Regions from separate parts of the Arabidopsis thaliana genome. Here region 1 is linked to region 2. The links are chromatin contacts, called in public targeted proximity ligation maps. All regions are on one chromosome and are shown on one strand. The core of a region is the stretch at or near the end of the contact, and the rest is flanking DNA. Distances in the headings are between cores, read along the strand shown. Region 1 holds the start of RAD52-1 (cobalt ion binding protein). Region 2 holds the start of EBS1 (EMS-MUTAGENIZED BRI1 SUPPRESSOR 1).

Evidence for each region.
Region 1: a contact with region 2 is called in a targeted proximity ligation map of shoot, with 13 read pairs. A contact is called at or near these places in 3 of 26 Hi-C or Micro-C datasets (root, rosette leaf and vegetative nucleus), 1 of 2 datasets of targeted methods (shoot) and 1 of 3 other capture datasets (root).

The regions. Positions count from the first base shown.
Region 1 is chr1:26,878,373-26,884,118 of TAIR10.1, reverse strand. It overlaps RAD52-1 (cobalt ion binding protein), which reads left to right and starts at 4,095. Exons shown (of 5, transcript NM_105800.2): 1 at 4,095-4,528; 2 at 4,613-4,650; 3 at 4,735-4,829; 4 at 5,259-5,405. The coding sequence starts at 4,275. The coding sequence ends at 5,402. It overlaps AT1G09233 (a long non-coding RNA gene), which reads right to left and starts at 5,211. Exons shown (of 1, transcript NR_139586.1): 1 at 4,945-5,211. AT1G71320 (F-box family protein) reads right to left here and starts at 1,634. Exons shown (of 3, transcript NM_105801.1): 1 at 1,325-1,634; 2 at 1,046-1,282; 3 at 301-932. The coding sequence starts at 1,634. The coding sequence ends at 301. It overlaps NAP5 (non-intrinsic ABC protein 5), which reads left to right. Exons shown (of 3, transcript NM_105802.1): 3 at 1-105. The coding sequence ends at 105.
Region 2 is chr1:26,838,357-26,843,916 of TAIR10.1, reverse strand. It overlaps EBS1 (EMS-MUTAGENIZED BRI1 SUPPRESSOR 1), which reads right to left and starts at 2,367. Exons shown (of 37, transcript NM_001334490.1): 1 at 2,102-2,367; 2 at 1,668-2,018; 3 at 1,423-1,576; 4 at 1,002-1,173; 5 at 788-861; 6 at 450-546; 7 at 265-377; 8 at 63-178. The coding sequence starts at 2,367. It overlaps AT1G71210 (Pentatricopeptide repeat (PPR) superfamily protein), which reads left to right and starts at 2,410. Exons shown (of 1, transcript NM_105790.3): 1 at 2,410-5,560. The coding sequence starts at 2,428. The coding sequence ends at 5,067.

The DNA.
Region 1 (5,746 bases), core at 2,846-5,345, 38 kb before region 2:
ACTGCTACTGAACTGTTTCATAAAATGCATCACTGCATTTTCCGTTCTCCAATGTCTTTTAAAATTGCAAAAACTTGTTCAAAAACTTGTATATATTCATCATAACTATATCCAAATATGTATTATATTGACAGAAAGAAAGAAAACAAGAGAAAATAAAACATAAAAATAATCCATAATGTCAAATAAAGAAATTACAATATACTTAAAATAAATAAATATCTAAACATCTTTTTTTTAAAAATATTCTTTTTAACTTACATATAATATTGTTAAAAATTGAAAGTATAATTAACAACATCAAAGCATCAAATTTGAAGGAGAAATCATTGTTGGCAAATACGAAATCGTTCTTTGTCTAAAAAAAGAAACTTGATCTTGACGATTTCTGATATTTGAAAAATAGGCAGCCGCTAGACCAAGCATCCAAAACTTTTCATGTAATTGGTTGGTTCTTATAACGTCAATCTTAATAGAATATATTTTCTCCCATTTTTCGGTAGGATATTCTTGGTGTAAACTCCAAACGACCAAATTTGAACTTTCTAGCACATCCGATAGGCACAAACGTTCATTCAGATTCCACATTTCTATATTAGTAGCATATTTGGTGTCACACTCTGGTAATAATATCCATCGAAATTCTTCAGTGTGAAGATCGATAGCTAATAGCTGGTAAGATGTTTGACTAAGCTTCTTTAATGTCAACCAAAAGAGGGATCCGTTGGCGTAGACTGATGTTTGCTCATCGCAGAAGATACAATGATGTATGTCATAAAACCCTACGTCTCTTTGCTCACCATTATCAAGGGATAGGACCTTGGCCTTGAACTCATGATCATGTATTTCATATCTTGTATATATCAAAACCACCTTATAAGATTTTTTAACAATATCTTTGCCAAATCCAGCAAGAGACGGCATTCTCTTCACTAATCCACCTTGACGAAAAATTTTTTTTTGATAAATAGGTATATAACATATTACTATGTGAAAGTTAAAATTCAACTCTATAATCAACCATAGAACAAGAAAGTTGACAAACCAGATATGTCATAATCCAATACTGATTGAGAAAGTTGTCTCCATGGTTTATTGGCCATTGCGGGGGTTAAGTAACTAAGAGTAAATGGCCATTGCATAAATTCGGGAGAAAGTTTCATGTGTTCTTTAGTCGTCGGATTGATCAAGTAAATGGACCTGAAATCGTCATGGATCCGAAGCAAGACCAATCCATCACAAGACCCCAATACTTGAATAGTTTTATTTTGAGATTCGTCGACTGGATCACCAGAAAAAGTGTAGTAACTAGAAGAAGAAAGACAAGTTTTTCTGTTGTTTTGATCATCTCTAGAAAAAGTCTCCAAAAGAAAAGTTATTGAGTTTGAATATTCTTCAACAAAATTCGCTGTAAAGTGTTGACTAATATGAAGAAATTTCATATTAGGGGTTGGTAAGCCTGTACGAATGAGTCGTTTGTGGGAAAAGTAGGTTGATTCGATCATCGATGTCCATTTTTTTGATAAGACTTTGAATCTAGCCAGTGATTTTATTGGAAGATGGTGAAAGATCCCTTCAGCTATATCATCTGGTATAAATATTGTCTTGGGATTATTATGTTTATCATTCTCCATTCTTTTCCTACGATGATGATTCTTGGAGTAGATTTGTGTATCTCTATATATAAAGAAAATAATGATCTAATGTTGGATTTTTAACTTTAGATTTAACATTAACTGTGGCGAAAAATATATAACACTATTAATTTATATTAGAATAATAAAGAGCAAATAAATAAACATGTATTTGTTTATGCTATAAATAATAAATGTTGATTAATATATGTTTATATTATTCCTAAAAATAATGAAAATAAATTAAGACAATTTATGATTAAATATGCTTTCATTTAATTTTCTTTAGCAATTAATCCCTTAGAATTAATTCTTTGATAGATTTTAAAATTTCATCTACAAATTCTTGAAAAAGGTTTGGTATCTACTTTTTTAATCCTAATTAACTAGATTAGAACATGTCCGATGTGCAATAGACCGTGGTATATAACGATGCATGTATCATCCATTCTTTAACAATTAATCACCTTCAACAATGCAACACTCTAAAGTCTTAACACTCTAAAAAAGATTTAACACTAATAATTTAGTTTACAATTATGAATTAGAAATAATAAATATGTATAATAGGCTATAAATATATATAATATAATCTTACAATAATTTAAAATATAGAAATGAAAATCTTACAATAAATCTTACAATTTGAATACTGTAAAATGATTGTAACATTGATCTAATAACATATTGATAATGTGAAATTGCCGAGCTTTTTTTCTTCTGCAGACCGAGGGATAGAGAGGAGATGGAGAGGCTTCAGGAGAGAAGGGTGACATCAATACGCAGCGTTTTGAAAGAACCTAGGAATTAAATTTACATTTAACCAAATCAATGTAATAAAACCATTGGTCCGGTCTGACCAATTTACCGCTCCCTAACTAAACCGACTACGTACCGTTTTGAAATCCTTCCCTAATCAGAATCTTGAGATTACAGAGAGAGCAGCAAACGTCGTCGTTTTAGGTCTTATCTAATTAACCTAATCATATATATGAAAGTTGGTCAACTCTCTCCCACAATTTGACACATCAGCACATGAGAGCTTGGCACCTAGACTTCATAAAATAAATAATACATAATTAGTAATTAATTCAACATAATAACTAAAATAGGAGGATATAATTAATCAGAACTTGAACCATCACTCTTTCTACATTTTTTAATTCAATATATTCTCTTTAATTTTGAGATCCAAACATGTTACACATACTAAATTTTAACCCGCGGTATACCGAGGGAACAATTTATTTTTTAAATTTAGTATATATAAAAGTTTATAAATTGTATCTATCTATAAAATAATTTTATTTTATAGTTTACAAATGTTATTAAGTAACGTCCTGCCAAACCCGTCCTCTAAAAAAAAAACCATTTATTTTATTAATGTTGATCTTATTTATGATATGTTTATGAATCATTGTCTAAATATTTTGTAATTTTGTAGTAATTAAATGCTATCAGATTATATCTCTGCGCTTTGATGATTATAATCGAATTGTTATAGTTATGGAGAGAAGCAATATCAAAAATGATAATTTTGTAGTAATTAAATGATATTAAATATGTTGGAAGTAATATTTTAGTAAATAATCGTGTAGTTAATGTGGAGAGATTTTGGGAAGATTGTTAAATGTCAAATATTTAATTCGAAGATTTTCTTTTTAATTATCAAAAACAAACATTAAAATCCAGTGGCAACTATTGTAAATAAGTCCAACTACAGGATTTATTTCACAAAATGGCTGCAAAAATGTATATATAGATTCCTTGCCTAAAAATTAGACGATTATTATGAAAGAAACTAAATGAATATGCAAATTAAATATATCTAAGCTTTTTGAGATTTATGCTAAGAAAACAAGTAATTTGAAAGATGTTTAAGGAGCTATCCTTATAACTAATACAAATTATGACAAGAATTTAACTAAATTTTTCAAGAACATCAAGTTGAATATGATTATATTGGATATGCAGAGACATGGTTAATAAAGACATGTTATATTTTTAATGTAAGAATTAAATTTTCTAAAATTTCACCGTCTCACAAACTAAATATATAACTAAAAGAACAAGGATATATAAATTAAAAAAACAACGGAGAATCTAGAACAACAATAAAAAACAATTCAAGCACTTTCGTTTTCAGATGAACTAATATAGTTGGACTTTTTGAAAACAATTACAAATCATATTTATGTTTAAAAAAACAGATGCATTCAACTTTACTTTATATGAACATACATTATATAAAACAATTAGTAAATAGTAATACATAAATCCGTAGTGAAGATTAAATAAATAAAAAGTCTAATTAAAGGAAGCGGGACGATGATACAAACCGAAGTGAAGATTAGTGACCCTGGATGGGCCTTCGTGGGCTTCTATTTGGGTTTAGTGTTTAAAGCCCATTTCCTCTTTATTGTCGTGTACTTAAGCTTTTCTTCTTCTCTGTAAACGAGTATCAAAAAGATCAATCAAAATCAACAATCATCTTCTTCTGATTTCTCACCTCTTTCTTCTACTTCTCATCATAATTCTGTTAGTTCTTTGATAAGCCCATTTCGTGCCTATCAGACGACAACTAAACCCTACACGCTTACATAAAAACGCGACCTTTGAGAATTTTGTCCGGCGACAGAAATGGCGGGGTTAGGGTTACGGCTAAAGGCGGCAAAATGGACGTTGAGGAGCGGATCAGGTGCTGTATCGAGAGAATGGTCGTCGGAGATGGGGAAAGGTGTTCGTCGATTCTCTACTGAAACAGAGAACGATGTTCCAACTTCAGGAATCAGTAGACCACTCGCTGAGATTCTCAAGGAGCTTAACAAAAAGGTTCCAGATTCAGTCATCCGAACTCGAGTTGAAGATGGGTGCTCCATCAAATACATCCCTTGGTAATCTCTTTCCTCAGGGTTTAGGGTTCTTTAATTGGGGTTTTTGGGTCAATACTTATACTCTTTTCTTGTGTTGATTCTCAGGCACATTGTGAATCGGATCATGAATATGCATGCTCCAGGTTTGCTAAACCCTCTCTTGTTCTTCTGGGGTTCGTTGTTGGGTTTTGGTTTTGACATTTTGGTGTATTATTCTCTGTTTTCAGAATGGTCAGGAGAAGTTCGAAGTGTCACTTACTCTCCTGATGGCAACACTGTTACTGTGGCTTATCGTGTGACTCTCTACGGCACTGATGCTGAGGTCTTTCCCTTCCTCTTGTTTCAGTGTTATGGTTTGATTTGGTTAGCCTTTAGCTCAAGTCGTCTCCTGGTAGAGTTCTTTGCCTTCTTGCCTCAGAAGCTGCAAATATAGAAACCTAGTTGTTTTCTTTTGGGTTGTGTCCATTTTGAATTGTATGATGAAACCCGTCAAGGAATACAGCTTAGAGAGTGTATGTTTATCAACTCTGGAGAAACACCAACTCTGGGTTATAGATTCTGTTATCAGTACTTACAAACCTTAGAGATGATATCACTTGTGAATAGGGAGGTTTGACCTGTTTTCGTTAGTAAATATGCTAGTGGTTTGCTTCCTTGCATACTTTCTTGAGCATATTATGTTTTCATTGTTTTGCTTGTAACTTGTACGCTGAAATCATTTGCTAATAATCATTTTTTTGGTGTTGTCAAGATATTTAGGGAATCAACAGGTACCACATCTGTAGATGACAAAGGCTATGGTGATGCTGTGCAAAAGGCGGAAGCAATGGCATTTCGCCGTGCGTGTGCAAGATTTGGATTAGGGCTTCATCTTTATCACGAGGATGCTTTGTAAAGGGTAATCTTTCTTTAACCATGGGAAAGTATATTATTTTGGTGTTCCCACTGCCTAGTAGTAGTAGTCTTTGAAGGTAAAACTCAGGGAAGCTTAAGTTTTTGGTATCTTAGATATGTATCAGCTGATATTGATCGCTTTATGATTTGAAATCGGTTAATGAAATGACCTTCAGAGGACTCTTTGTTGCATTTCTGTAACTTAACTTGAGGTTGCAACTTTAACCAGTAAAAGTTATCTGTTTGTGGCAATTCGCATCTGCACTCTCTGTTCACTCCTTGTAGAAATTCCCATGAAATTATCCAAGACACACAGGCTGAGAAAATACCTAGACTAAATAAGGA
Region 2 (5,560 bases), core at 1,118-3,617:
TGGATTGCAGTAAGATATGTCTAGACCAAGGTAAAGTAACACAATGTGCAAAAAGGTATTACATGTATAGATCAATATCTTCGATGTTCAACAGGGCACCATTCAGAGCCAACAAAGCCTTGCCAGGGGGAACCATTCTCTGGTTTGAAAGTATCTCGTCTTTGATTGATTCATTGAGCTGCACGATAAACCAGACACATCTAAAACCACAAGGAAACAATTCAACCAGCAGGTAAACACAACATCAAAAAAACAATGACATACCTTCATGCGAGATAATGAAGAAACTACACTAGGAAAGTTTTGATTAATTTCTTGCATAGACTGCAGAGGATCAGAGGCATGGACTATTCTCTGCGCTGTTTGGTGTCCTAAATCTGTTGGAACAAAGGTAAATTAGGAAACACTATACCAATTTCTATTAAACCACGCGAAACATGCAGTAGTACCTTTCAGCTCCCAAACATCAAGCGTGTCTGATACTGTTGATGATAGGAGATAATCCCTAAAAGCCATGACTTCTGATCTTAGCTCGGGTTTCCTGTCCTGCAAAAGAGGAGCATTGACCTTAACGATCACTCTAAAGAAAATGAAAAAGCTGCTACAAAAAAATTCTCTGTCATTCCTCTCTTATCTTCGTCCATCTCACATCCACTAACAAACACATTTTCATTTTGCGAGCATTCATGCATTCTTGCAGATCAAATGAAGTGATTTTTTTTTTGAAAGAAATGGTTCTATATATATTTATATATTATATACTGGTTATGTTTCGAGTTAAACATACCAAGATTTTTGAGAATATAAAGCCCCTAACATCTTGACTAAGATCTTCAGTCCTAGGATCTTCAAGAGTGATACCTGAAACTCATAGCAGAAACAATTAAAGAGTAGCAAATTCATAGCTAACAGAATGAAGATAAGGAATAAAAACCAATAAAAAAATATTCAACTTTCAATATTTGGGTGGCAAAATGAATAAATGAATGCTTAACTCTAACCTTTCTTTATAGCACTATCATCCATAGCCTTGTACTCCATGTTCTTCAAAGCAAGCTCCACACCATAACCAGCTAAGCTAACATTATCCCTTGCTCCAATGGCACCGCAGGGTCTAGTTTTCCCTTCACAACCCAAAGGTAATACTGGTCTAACAACATATGTAACTTTTCCCTGGAGGAAACCAAGGCTTCATTAGAATGCACACAACAAAAGCAGAAAGACACTAAGAAATGGAAATCCTGGACAATAGAACATGCACTTGCTTTATCAAGACAGTGAAAGAAAAACAATTGAGCCCCATACAAGAGGATTTCTCAAACTCATGCTTCGTGCTCGAGGTAAAGCCTTCCATTTCTACCCTAATAGCAAAATACGTTTTTTCAACAATGAAGGACAAATTTCTCAGGTAAAAAGAGATACCTCCTTGGCTGCTTTAGCAAGCGACAGGTGAAACTTCCTAAAGCAATCAGTCCCAACAGCCCCATAGAGAACAGCAACTGGGCTTCCAGCTCTTGAATCAAAATGAACATGATCGAAGTCGAATAGCTCAGGCCCCTGAACAGCATCTCCAACACTGACATCCAACGAAATGCATCTTAGAAATAAAAACAAATTGTGATCTTAACCAAAACAAAACAAAAAGAAGAGACAGTGTCAGTGCATACGCAGGAGCAGAGGCAAGCCAGGATTGAAGATCTGCAACATCGTAAAACAGAGAGGAGCCAGTATCAACCCAACAGCAGCCAGTCGCAGAGGGATCATCACCATGAGGGAAAGAAGATAGAGACTCATCAGCCAATTGACGGTAAAGCACAAGCCTAGGCGAAGCAGATCTCAGAGTAAGTGAGAAATGGAAGAGAGAAGCCACTGGTTGAGCTAACAGAGTCGAAGCCTGTTTAGATATCTTAAGAAGACAATCTCTAGCTGATTTACAATCGGAATCATCTCCATCGGAACCAAGCCAAGCATCAGTAAACTCCCAGAACAACTGCTTCGATTCTTTGGAAATCAACTCACTATCACAACAACAAAAATCACTCAGATTCAGCTTAAGATCAGTAACAATGGTGCTCGACAAAAAAGTAAGAAGAAGCATTACCCAGCCTCAAGGAGAAGAGGAGTACCCTGCCACTTAGCCTTAACAGCCACCTGAACATTCTTAGGTCTCCGATTCTGAGCGTTGACGCCGACGACGACGATGAAGAGAAGAATGAGATACAGCCAAGATCTCAGATTGGTGGTGGTCCCCATCTTTTCCGCGACGGAGAAGAAGAAAAAAACCAGTAACGAACGAGCCGGGAATCGAAATATCCTTACTAACACTAAAAGGACATTTTCGTAAATAACGTACAAAAGCCACGACATCGAGTATGACGTGGGCGCCACTGATTGGTTGAAAAATGCTAGGGTTTTTCGAGTTTTTGGATGCTTCGGTGTTGGTCAGTCACCGTCGAGAGATCATGCGAAGGAATGCTCCTCAGGCGGAGGATACTATCGCTCTCTGCGTCGTCGTTCAGAAACTTTACTTCCGGTAACAACGGCGACGCTATTCCGTTCTCTACCTTCACGAAACCTTCTTCTTCAATCGCTCCCGGAGATTTCCTCGTCCGTGAATGGAAAGACTGGTTTAAGCATCGAGATGTGAAACAGAGCCACCAATTAATCGATCGAATCTTTGACATCCTTCGAGCTCCTTCTAACGATGGAGACGATAGAGCTTTTTATCTCCACCTCTCCAATCTCCGACTTCGTCTCACTGAGAAATTCGTCCTCGACGTGCTTTCACACACTCGTTACGATATCCTCTGTTGTCTCAAATTCTTCGATTGGGCTGCTCGTCAGCCTGGGTTTCATCACACGCGTGCTACTTTTCATGCTATCTTCAAGATCCTTCGTGGTGCGAAGCTTGTGACTCTTATGATTGACTTTTTGGATCGAAGTGTTGGTTTTGAAAGTTGCCGTCATTCTCTTCGTCTCTGTGATGCTCTTGTTGTTGGTTATGCTGTAGCTGGTCGTACTGATATAGCTCTTCAGCATTTTGGTAATATGAGATTTCGAGGTTTGGATTTGGATTCTTTTGGGTATCATGTGCTTTTGAATGCACTTGTTGAGGAGAAGTGTTTTGATAGTTTTGATGTCATCTTCGACCAGATCTCCGTGCGTGGCTTCGTATGTGCTGTTACGCATTCGATTTTGGTGAAGAAGTTTTGCAAGCAAGGGAAGCTTGATGAGGCTGAAGATTATCTTCGAGCCTTGCTGCCTAATGATCCTGCTGGATGTGGTTCTGGCTTAGGTATATTGGTTGATGCTCTATGTTCCAAACGAAAGTTTCAGGAAGCTACTAAGTTGTTAGACGAGATCAAACTGGTGGGAACAGTGAATATGGACCGTGCTTATAACATTTGGATTAGGGCGCTTATTAAAGCTGGATTCTTGAATAACCCTGCGGATTTCTTGCAGAAGATTAGTCCTTTGGAAGGTTGTGAACTCGAAGTTTTCAGGTATAACTCTATGGTCTTTCAACTTTTGAAGGAGAACAATCTTGATGGTGTGTATGATATTCTTACGGAGATGATGGTACGTGGAGTTTCGCCGAATAAGAAAACGATGAATGCTGCTTTATGCTTCTTTTGCAAAGCTGGATTTGTAGATGAAGCCCTCGAGTTATACCGGTCGAGGTCAGAAATTGGGTTTGCTCCTACCGCCATGTCTTACAACTATCTGATTCATACCCTTTGTGCCAATGAAAGTGTTGAACAAGCTTATGATGTCTTGAAAGGGGCAATTGACCGAGGGCATTTTCTTGGTGGAAAGACATTTAGTACACTAACCAATGCCTTGTGCTGGAAGGGGAAGCCTGACATGGCAAGGGAGCTGGTTATTGCTGCCGCTGAACGGGACTTATTGCCTAAACGTATAGCTGGTTGCAAGATTATATCAGCTCTTTGCGATGTTGGGAAAGTGGAGGACGCTCTTATGATTAATGAGCTATTCAATAAAAGTGGTGTAGACACCTCCTTTAAAATGTTCACCAGTTTGATATATGGCTCAATCACACTAATGAGGGGAGACATAGCTGCTAAACTTATCATCAGGATGCAGGAAAAGGGCTACACCCCGACCCGTAGTCTCTATCGAAATGTTATTCAATGTGTTTGTGAGATGGAAAGTGGTGAAAAAAACTTCTTTACTACTTTGCTAAAGTTTCAGTTGTCTCTTTGGGAACACAAGGTTCAGGCCTACAACTTATTCATTGAAGGAGCTGGGTTTGCAGGAAAACCAAAACTTGCAAGACTAGTGTATGATATGATGGATAGAGATGGTATCACGCCCACAGTAGCTTCAAACATTCTCATGCTTCAGAGTTATCTAAAAAATGAGAAAATCGCCGATGCTCTTCACTTTTTCCATGACCTGCGTGAACAAGGTAAGACCAAAAAAAGACTGTACCAAGTTATGATTGTTGGTCTCTGTAAAGCAAATAAATTGGATGATGCTATGCATTTCTTGGAAGAAATGAAGGGAGAAGGACTACAGCCTAGTATCGAATGTTACGAAGTAAACATACAAAAATTGTGCAACGAAGAAAAGTATGATGAGGCAGTTGGATTAGTCAATGAATTTAGGAAAAGTGGGCGTCGTATTACAGCTTTCATAGGTAATGTCCTTTTGCATAACGCAATGAAGAGCAAAGGGGTGTATGAAGCATGGACACGGATGAGAAATATAGAAGATAAGATCCCTGAGATGAAGTCACTTGGTGAGTTGATAGGATTATTCTCAGGACGAATAGATATGGAAGTAGAACTGAAGCGGTTAGATGAAGTTATAGAGAAATGCTATCCTCTTGATATGTACACGTACAATATGCTGTTGAGAATGATTGTAATGAACCAGGCGGAAGATGCATATGAGATGGTTGAAAGAATAGCTCGGAGAGGATATGTGCCTAATGAACGGACTGACATGATCCTTGAACGGGCTAACCGCATACTAGAGGAACGGAATTCAAGGTCAAACTTAGGGAGGAATGGTTGGAATAGTAGACAGAGGCAACTTGAATGATGAAAAGTATGTCACAGAGAGGTCAGAATTGTTGAATAGAGAGAACAAGGGAGTTGATTTGGATTCAGTATCTGTTTTGGGATTTGGATCATGGACAACAGATGAATGAGAAAAGCCAGATTCTTCTTCTTGAGGCTTTATATGTCCTGGACGTTGTAACTTGCAGGAGCTTTTTTATCTCTGGATTGCAAAAGATCGATGGTATTTTCCCAGAAGCTTTTTGTTTTTTTTTAAGTAAAGATCGATGTGTCACTAAAGACACTTACAGAATTGGGTAGTATCCATTATGTACACAATTGTTTGTAGTCTTTCCTAGAAACACACAAGAATTGGGTAGTATCCATTATGTACACAATTGTTTGTAGTCTTTCCTAGAAACACACAAGTTTTGTTGTGCGACACAACTACTCAGAGAGAGATTTCAACAATTTTTTGTCATATTCTTTATGTGTTGCCTGTTGGTAAGGAAAATCAATGGTGGTCGCCCACCTTG